2 separate regions of the Sus scrofa genome follow, and region 2 is linked to region 1. A link is a contact called in public promoter capture Hi-C data. All regions are on one chromosome and are shown on one strand. The core of a region is the stretch at or near the end of the contact, and the rest is flanking DNA. Distances in the headings are between cores, read along the strand shown. Region 1 holds the start of ARNTL2 (aryl hydrocarbon receptor nuclear translocator-like protein 2). Region 2 holds the start of TM7SF3 (transmembrane 7 superfamily member 3).

Evidence for each region. Promoter capture Hi-C pulls out the DNA fragments that hold promoters and counts their contacts.
Region 2: a promoter capture Hi-C map of fetal skeletal muscle shows a contact between it and region 1, with 4 times the contacts expected there. The contact joins the promoter of TM7SF3 here to the promoter of ARNTL2 in region 1. A contact is called at or near these places in 1 of 5 promoter capture datasets (fetal skeletal muscle), 1 of 47 Hi-C or Micro-C datasets (embryonic fibroblasts) and 1 of 2 datasets of contacts at active chromatin or transcription factors (alveolar macrophages).

The regions. Positions count from the first base shown.
Region 1 is chr5:46,479,917-46,484,955 of Sscrofa11.1, forward strand. ARNTL2 (aryl hydrocarbon receptor nuclear translocator-like protein 2) reads right to left here and starts at 2,453. Exons shown (of 15, transcript XM_021092153.1): 1 at 2,328-2,453. The coding sequence starts at 2,364.
Region 2 is chr5:46,738,421-46,743,490 of Sscrofa11.1, forward strand. It overlaps TM7SF3 (transmembrane 7 superfamily member 3), which reads left to right and starts at 2,516. Exons shown (of 12, transcript XM_001925025.7): 1 at 2,516-2,825. The coding sequence starts at 2,735.

The DNA.
Region 1 (5,039 bases), core at 1,203-3,702:
TGAGCATACTGCGGATTAAACCATGCAGTGAGATGAAAAGAAAGAAAAGCAGCATGGGCAGTGTCCACAGATTTTTTTCAGTTTTGCCACTTTCTGGCTACAGCCTCAGTTTTCTCATCTCATCTTTGACAGGGAGATAATCCCACTTACATGACAGGGCTGTTAGGAGATGAAAGATGGTATCCCTTTCAAAATGCCTGGTCCATGATAGGACCTCAATAAATGCTGGTCCTCCCAGCTCCCATGCTAACTTTGCTCCTCTTACCTAAGAAAGATTAATTTGGATCATTCCTAACCTAATATCTGATATTCTGCTAAACAACAATAAATTCTTTGTCCAAAAACTTGTTGTAACACTTACCTGGTGAAAGCCCTGTTTTGAATTAGTGGGTGTATTTTCACATCTCTTTTTTCAGAAAAGCCCAAATTCTTTCAATGTGGCCAGTTTTAACATGCATGCAACAAAACTTTCTTAATAGGCTAGAAAGATTTATTGCTTTTGGAGTTCCTGCTGTGGCGCAACAGGATTGGCGACGTCTTAGGAGCACTGGGATGCAGGTTCCATCCCCCATCTGGCACATTGGGTTAAGGATCCAGTGTTGCCACAGCTGTGGCTTAGGTCAAGACTGTGGCTTGAATCTGATCCCTGGCCTAGGACTTCATATGCCTCGGAGTGGCCAAAAAAGAAAAAAAAAATTTTTTTTTGGAGTTCCCATCACGACTCAGCAGTAACATCCCAACTAGCATCCATGAGACTTGGGTTTGATCCCTGGCCTTGCTCAGTGGGTTAAGGATCTGGTGTTGCCATGACCTGTTGTGTAGGTCACAGACGTGGCTCAGATCTGGCATTGCTGTGGCTGTGGTGTAGGCTAGCAGCTACAGTTCTGATTTGACCCCTAGCCTGGGAAATTCCATATACTTTGGTGTGGCCCTAAAAAAGAAAAAGATTTATTACTGACACCAAGAAAATGGAAGCTGTAAATTAAAATATTAGGCTAATGTTTATGGAGTACTTATTACTTCCCAAGTAGTGGGTGAAGCATGTTATATATATTTAAAGGCATTTATATCTCATTTAACCCAAACAATCCTGTAAGATACTGTAATGATCCCCATTTTACTGATGAAGAAACTAAAGCTAAATAACCCTAGTGACCTAGTAAAAGGCAGAGTTCAGTCACAGCCAGAAATGAAAGGATGTCTCAGCCTAACACGATGCGTACTGCCTTCTCTTTTAAAACCAGTGCTTACTCACATCTTTATATCATGCAGAAAGGCTTCAAATATTCAAATGATAGAATTTTAGAACTCTCCCCATGATCCAAATCCCCAAACTGTATTAGATTTTCAAAAGCATCTCCTCTTATTGCTGTATTTCAGAGAAGAACCTAAACTCATTCCAAAAGGAAAGTGGAGTAGTAAAATACTTCTCCGAACTTCTCTCTGCAGTCTTCCTTTAATTTTTCCATGTTTTTTTTTTTTTTCTGGCCTCCCATTTGTCTTAAGGAACAAATATTTTATGATAAGCGCATAATTATGAGTAGTCCCATGGAAGAAACCACAGAATGTCGCCAGGGAATACGAGAGGAAAAGAGAGCAATGCTTCCAGCTCAAATCACAAAAACTAGCCCCCCCCCCATATAAAACAAAACAAATTCCACTAGTGGCGTTCCTAAAGTTGAAAGGGCACAAGAGCCGCCTGTCGCTAACAGAGGGCTGTAGTGTGGCAAAATATGACTTTGCAGATTGAGAAAAGCGGGCCTCGCCTGCGGGTCAGACGGCATCGGGTCAGTTTCCGAAGAAGGGAACAGAAGTGAGTCTTTGCAGTTCAGAGGGGATGGGCTCGCAGAGCCCGATCTCGTTCAATGGCTGATGACAACTGGGTTATACAAGAGGAAAATGAAATCCAAGAAGTCTGTGCAGCAGTCCCTGCAGACGTCTAAGTGGGCGCCCAGTGGTCGGCGAGGGTAGGCTGCTCGCCATCACAAGGTGGATGGTCTCTCGCCAGCTCACTTTCACCAAAGCGCCCAGCCCGGGGCCAAAAAAATTGGGCTGCGTGCAGCCCGAAAGCCGGCAGCGATCGCGGGCGTCACTCCCCACCTCCGACTCCAGGGAAGGACTCGCGGGGCGCCGCGCCTCACCTGTGCCGCAACGAACGGCCTGGGCTCCAGAGTCCATCCGAGGTGATGCCAAGTGCGAGGAGAGCCCCCAGCAAATTGCGCCCACCCGGCGTCTCCTGGCCCGCCTCCCGCCCCTCAGCCCAGCCCGAGCGCCCCAAGCACGACGGGCCCAGCTCCCACACCTGGAGTCGCCTGCCACAGCCTCACCTCTCGCCGCCGCCGCCGCCTCCTTTTCCGCCGCCATCGCTGTAGCCACCCGGCCGGCTCCGCAGCCCTGGGGCCGGCAGCATGGAGAGCCCCGGACCCGCCCTGCGCGGGCCCAGGCGGCGGCTCCGGGGCGGGAGCGCGGGCACCCGCGGGGATCTGTCTAGTGCCGCGGCGGCCGCCACTGCAACCCCAGGGCGCGCGGCCAGCGGGCTCTGCAGGCAGTGCAGCCAAAACTCGCCAGCGCGGGGATCTAGGCGCCGCGGGGCCTGGGGCCAGAGAGAGGGACCGCGCGTGGGGCGGAGCCACGGCGGCCCCGCCCCGCCGACCCCTGCGGCTAGAGGCCAAGTGCCGAGAGGCTGACAACGTAGCACCTTGACCCTTTCTGGGAATCCGGCTACTTAAAACAGGTTTTCCCAACCACTTTAAGATTCGTTAGCTGCCTGTTCCAGGGGTTGGAATTGTTTCACTTGGGGGGAAAAGGTAAAGAATGGATGGAGATCATTGCAAGGTGGGAGTTACAGAGCGGGGGAGGAGGACGGCAGCGAGAGCTGGAAGCAGGACGTCTCTGATCCTTTCTCTTTTCTATCAAGGAAGGGCTTAGCTGCAGAGATGAGGGTACGATGACAGAGGGGTCACCGAGGAAGCCGTTTGGGATCCTGCAATGGTAGGGTAAATCCGAAAGCAAGATCACTCCCGTCCCTCGGGTCCCAAGGCTTCCTTGGCTACGGTTTTCTAGTAGAAGTAGTGGAGGAAAGGAACAGCAGAGAAAGCACCAAAGCTTTGCATCAACCAGCCTAAAACTATTAATTTTCCTACCAGTACTCTTCATTACAGCTTCGTAACTAGTTGCTTGTTGTGTCCTCAGGGCTACTTAGGGCCGAACCTGGGCGGGGACGTTGGATGCTTCGGATGGAAGTAGCCAGGACCGGAGCAGGGCACCCGCAGGGCTCTGCGGTGTGTGTGGCGGGGGCGGGGTGGGTGTGGGGGGAACAGTCTTAATTGGGAACTGGGACTTGATCCTGCTGGAGGTGGAGGGAGATGCTGCCCTCAGTAACACACACAAAGAGACAAATCACTAATCAAAACCATCCTTTTGTCTTTTTTTTTTTTTTTTTTTTTTTGTCTTTTTGAGGGCCGCGCCCGCGGCATATAGAAGTTCCCAGGCTAGGGGTCTAATCAGAGCTGTAGCCGCTGGCCTATGCCAGAGCCACAGTAACGTGGGATCCGAGCCGCGTCTGCAACCTACACCACAGCTCAAGGCAACGCGGATCCTTAACCCAATGAGCGAGGCCAGGGATGGAACCTGCAACCTCATGGTTCCTAGTCGGATTCTTTCCGCTGGGCCACGACGGGCCTCAAAACCAATCTTGAGGGGTTCCCACTGTGGGGCAATGGGTTAAGAACCCCACTGCAGCTGCTAGGTTTGCTGCTGGCCAGAGCAGTGGGTTAAAGGATCCGGCGCTGACCTGACCCAGCTGTAGGGTAGGTCTCAGCTGTGTGGCTAGCATTCAATCCCTGGTCCAGGAACTTCCATCTGCAGGGATGCGGCCATAATAAAAACAAAGTAAAACACACACACACACACACACACACACACCATCCTCTTGGAACGCAGCCCGATATCCACCAACACCAACTTATGTGGGCATCTAGAAAAGAAAAATTCCAGAGAGCCTGGCAGATAGTCTTAAAATCTGTTTTGAGGTTTACCAAAATGGAGGCGGGGGGATACTCTTAGACCTGGATGTGTGTTAAATGCCACCTTAAAGACAGAGTGGAATTGCTGGTTGAAATGTATCCTGAAGACTATGTAGACACTGTCCTGCTTACAAAGCATTTCCCTCCTTTATCATCTCAGGTGAGCCTCACAGCAGCCTTTGTGAGGTTGTTAAACACATATAATCCTTGTCTTCTCTGTAGGCAAACAAAAGTTCAGGGATGAGTGTTTTGGCCAGGATCACTCAGATGATAAAAGCCGGATGGTAAATGTCAGGTCGCCTTCTTAGGAATTGATACGTGGTATTATAAGCTTTCGGGTGAATCACTGCAGTCCTCATTTCTTAGAAATGATGATTCACTTCCACCAAAAGCCTGAAAGCCAGAGAAAGGAATGCAGAACCTAAATATAATAGCAGGAAGTCTAATGCACAAGGGGAGGAGACCCATGGATTTCTTGGGGCAAATCATTCTCATAGTTTACTGTGTGTTCCCCCAGTTGTTCAGGTTTAAAATCTACTTTGTACTTTTTTCTTTATGCTCTGGAACTTTACTTTCTAAGACATGCTTTTTTTTTTTTTTAAATGGTAGTTATATTATACCTCATTGAACAAGGCAGAGATAGAGTCACACAGTATCTTGACAAGTGAATAGGAAAGTAATCTCTCATTTCCAACCAGAGGTCTTCTCATAGTTTCTCCTTGGGTAAAATGTTAGCAAAGTGACTTGGAACGTAACTTGCGGAGTGCATGGTATAGTTCTTTCTGGTCAATGCAGTTTCCTTTCCAAAAGCTCAGGAACAGCTTTGCTCTTCAGGAATCATCACTAATCCTGGGGTGGGGGTGGGGGTGGGGTGGGGTCTTAGTTTGTTCAGTAATTTGCTTCACTGTTAAATTCTCAGGCAGGAACAGACTGGCATCAGGAACCACCTGCCTCTCACACTGTAAATCCCTATTCTTAGCCTCCTGCTGGGATCGTAACAATATAACTTAGGAG
Region 2 (5,070 bases), core at 1,266-3,765, 260 kb after region 1:
AAGCAACTAAATAAATATTTATTGAATTTAATTTAATAAACACAGTCCCAGAGAGTTCCTGCCATGGCTCAGCAGAAATGCATCTGACTAGTATCCATGAGGAGGCAGGTTCAATCCCTGGCCTCACTCAGTGGGTTAAAGAGTTGTCCTGAGCTATGGTGTAGGTTGCAGACTTGGCTCAGATCTGCTACTGCTGTGGCTGTGGTGTAAGCCAGTGGCTATAGCTCCAATTCGCCTCCTAGCCTGGGAACCTCCATATGCTGTGGGTGTGGCCCTAAAAAGACAAAAATAAATAAGGTCCAAAGAATGTAACCCACAGGAAGAACAAAAGTGTTAAAAAATACAGAGCAAGGGTGAGGTTAGAATGAGATGTGACAAATGACCAGACTTCACAGAGGACCTTTCCTGTCTTTCCCCTGGAGCCCTATTCCCACCTCCATCCAAGGTGTCTTGGGTTTTGTCAAAAATCTAGGATAGGCTGCTTGCCTACCTTCCTTTTCTAAATTTTAAGCAGACCTTAAGGCTCTCGCTATCTACATCTCAGATTTGTGAATCTTGTCAGTTTTTGTGTTTCCTATCAATTCATAGGGATAAACACTCATCTACAAAACTGCTGAGCCCATTTGCTTCACAAGGTTGCTTGTGGAAATTTGACATGATCAAGGAACCCCAGCCAATATGCTTCCCAAGGCTGTCACAGTGTTTTAGAGGCAAATGAGGCCCTGTTCTGATTATCGACACTTCCGTCATCAACTGTCCTCTGCAGGCACAGGGCACTGCAATGCAAAAGTGTGGAGGAAAGAGAATGGGGTTAGTTCAGGGACATGAAATTGACTCAGCCAGCATAGAGGAGGTGAGTTAAGTTGCAGCAAGAATCTGGAGAGCTGGACAGGTGCTACATCATGATAAGCATATGTCATACCCGGGAAGATGGACTGTTATCCTGAATGCTTTTATAAGAAAAGCCTTAGAATGACATGTAGTGTTTTTAAACTTTAATTTTTTTATTCAAAAGGCATACACAATGTAGAATATTTGTAAACTGCAGAGATGTGTAAAGAAAATCACTCTTAATTCAATCACCTGGAAATAAACTATTTTAAAGATTTTGATAATGTTCTTTCAAACTTCCCATGCATATAAACATGACTGCATATTAAAAAGAAAACAAAGCTTACACTATATATATATTTATTGCTTTTAAATTTGCCTTTTCATAAACACTTCCTGATAAATAAGTTGCCTTCTAAAATATGATTCTTGGAGTTCCTGTCGTGGGTCAGTGGTTAAAAAACCCACTAGGATCCATGAGGACATGGGTTCAATCCCTGGCCTTGCTCAGTGGATTAAGGATCTGGTGTGGCTGTGGCTGTGGCATAGGCCAGCGGCTGTGGCTCTGATTCAACCCCTAGCCTGGGAACCTCCATGTGCCTCGGGAGCGGCCCAAGAAATGGCAAAAAGACAAAAATAAATAATATAAAAATAAAACAATGAGTATTTCTCCTCTCTTAGAGTTTTATTTATTACTTTGGAATTTTGTTCTGACAGCATGAGACAGAATCTAATCTTCCTTACCCATGCAAGTACAGTTAATCAATTATCAGACACAATTTATTGAATATTCCATTCACTGATCCAAACGCTACCCTTATAATCGCTGCTGTCATCGTCCTGGGATTTCATGTACTGAAGGATAAAGAAAAGAGGACACGTGGGACAGTGAATAAATGCCATAGGAATAAATAGTGCTACCAGCATGTGTGAACAGGCAGAGGAAGGACAGTAAAGAGTTGTGCCTGTTAATGTCATGGTGATTGCTATAGATTTTTAGTTTAGTAGTGGACTAACCGAATATGTAATTTTCAACATAGTTATCCCGTTCGTATAAATGAAAAAGTTAAAGAGCAGAAAAAAGAAAGGGCAATTTTCCCCAAAGATCTTTGAGTTTCTAGATCTAATTCCACAATCTTCTCAGGAAGCCAGCTGTCACGTGGACTACTGCCCTTTAAACAGACCTAAGGTATAAAATTTCAGAGAGGAAGTTCACATGAAGGTCTTGAGCCTTCGAAGATATTCCGCTTAGAGAAAATGAAACTTTATTTTTTAAATGTGGCGCTCTTCACTACCTCAGTAACCACTACCGAAATGGCATTGCCTCCACATTTCCATACCAGCATCGCCCCGAGCAGCAAAGATAATTGCGACAGGGAGAAACGATCAATTCTAACGTATTGAACACCAGATTCCTCTTTTTTTTTTTTTTTTTTCCTTTTTACAAAGGACGGTTAAACACGGAACGAGAGCCTGGAGACGTTAGGCCGCAACCGAAAGGGTTAGTTTTTACTCCAACATTGGTTTGCGTAAGTGCGAGGGATACAAAAGTGAGAAGTACAGGTTACATCGCAGAACTTTCAGGGATCGCCAGTGCCGGCGCGGGAGCCTCAAGAGCTGGGCTGGCTGGAAAGAGATGCGGGCCTCCAGGACACGCCCCCCGCTCCGCCCCCGCCCGGGGCCCCGCCCCCCAGACCGGGCTTGGGTGACGTGAGTGGCGGGAGGGGGTGCGGGACTGCGCTGCGGGGCTGATTGCCGGAACAGGAACCCTCTCGCGGCAGGGGTGCGCTCCGGGTCGGTGGGACTGGCAGGTGTGTGGCGTTTGCACCTGGCGAGTGATGGCGCCGGGCGCGGGCGCCCCTGGGTAGCGCCGGCAAGGCTGTGGGGCCCGGCTCTGGCAGCTATGGGGCTCCTTCCGCTGCTGGTCCTAGCGGTGCTGGCGTTGGAACCCGGGGCTGCCAGTGGAGCCGAGACCGTCGGGAACTCCAGCGAGGGTAAGGTCGGGGGCGCGTCACTTTTGCGACCCAAAGTTGGTTTTGCATTTCTTGCAAGGTCAGTGTCCGCTCCGCAGTCTGTCCGCTTAGCAGGAGAGGTGGTGAGTTCAGAAGTGACAAGAATGGATCAGAATCCTTTCCTGCAGAAGGCAAGTCCCATTGCTAAGGAGGCCTTACCTTCAACCTCCTTTCTTAGGTTGGGGAAATGGGACGAGATGGGTAAGTCTCTTGTTCAGACACATTAATCTCTCCTTTAGGGCGCAGCCATGTTTGTAGGTTTAGTTTAACACACTAAAACACCTCTTTACTCCCGAGTGGCTGATCTGATCCTCTGGACAGCAAGGTTTGGTGCAGAACTAAGCAGCTTTGTGGTTGATGGCTTGCTAAGACGCAGCTGGTTTTTGTACTCCAAAAATCTAGATGCTTTTCAAATTGTTATGCTCTACGGAGTTTCAGAGGAAAAGTGAACCCAGAATGAGACTTGAGATAGTAGGTCATGTGCTTGGTGAATGGGCTTTAGCAATAGTTGGTAGTTTGTTAATATAAACTGTAAAAAGCGCTAATTGTACCAAGCTGATAATCATGTGCTTTTCCAGGAGGTTAGGCACATTCTTGGTTTTGTTTTGAGCTTGAGGCTAGTTGTCATTCTGAAATATCATATTTTCTGAATAATGTGATTGTGTTTCTGAATGCTTATCGTTGAAAAGCTCTTCTGCAAACTGAATCTTAGAATTTTTGCCTAGGACTTAAGGCCAGATCTGAAAAGGGCAGTGATATTTTTGCAGAAAAAAATAGCCTTGTTTATAATAAGGCACTAACATTCACTGCCTGCCATAAGGTACCAGGTGCTTTTCATGGCGTTAGTTAATCCTCACAACCCTATGAAATAATATTGTCCTTACTGGCAGAGGATGAAGCTGAGGTTCAAGACGATGCTTGTAACACAAGTAAACAGCTAGTAGGGGCACAGGCAGCATATGAATCCAGGTGGGTCCTGCTGTGAAGTCCAGGGTTCTCCACCTCTACAAAGCTGCCTTCCAATGAGAATACTTAGTATGGTGTGTTTTGTTTTGTTTTGTCTTTGTCTTTTTAGGGCTGTACTCACAGCATATGGAAGCTCCCAAGCTAGGGGTGGAATCAGAGCTGCAGCTGCTGGCCACAGCCACAGCCACAGCACATCACCAGATCCGAGCTGCCTCTTCAACCTACATTGAAGCTCTCAGCAACGGATCCTTAACCCACTGAGTGAGGCCAGGGATCAAACCCTCATCCTCAAGGATACTAGTTGGGTTTGTTATTGCTGAGCCATGATGGGAACTCCAGTATGGTGCTTTACACTTAATTCTCTGAATTCTCGTTCCTTAAAATAGGGTCTCTTCTCCCTCCCTCATAAAACTATCTTCATTCTTCCAAGGAGAAGAATTTGAGAGATCAAGTTTACAGATGATCAAACTAGAGAAGCAATTTGAGAAATCAGTATTTTTCAGGCACTGTTTCTCACCTCTTTTCTGTGATGACAGCACTGGTATTTCCTCAGCCACATCATTATTTTGGCCTTAAATCAGTATTATTGTTATGTTGAAGAGAGGGACAGACAATATGGGGGAACTTATCTTCTGAGGGTTAATGAAAACTGATCTTCTCCATGTCTGTTAGATAAAGATCAGTGTGGGAATGAAGAAAGGCTTAGTTTAAGACTTGCATGATCCTCCTGGAAAATGGCTGGGTTTCTATTTGAGGATTCTGAAAACTATACAAACTTGAAATTGAGCAACTACTGTAAGTTAGGAGGATTTATCCATCTTTAGCAGGACAGGCCAACTTGATACCTTGAGTAATGGCTTGGAAGCTAAGTGAATCTTTGAAGGTGGCAGATCGAGTTCCTAGAATATCTGAGGACTGTGCTTTCTGTGACCAGCAGGGCACAGGAGGTAAATTATACACCTAAACAGTTTTCCCTTCTCTTGGAACCCTGGTTCCCTACTGTCCTTAATACCTTTCGTTATTTTTTCATATCCAGTAACTCGCAGACACTTACCTAGGGATTGGAGTTGAGCAGTGTCACTTGAACCTTCTGAAGTTTCTGCCATCCATTGTGCTTTAAGGAAGGTGGCAGATGTCTCATTTGCAAGTGGTCTCTTTTTCTCGAAAGTGTGTACATCTTTGTGTTTCCTTTCATCTCTTAGGGCTAATGAAAATTCATAAGAAGACATCAGTGAGAAATTAGGAGGAGCAATTGAATGCT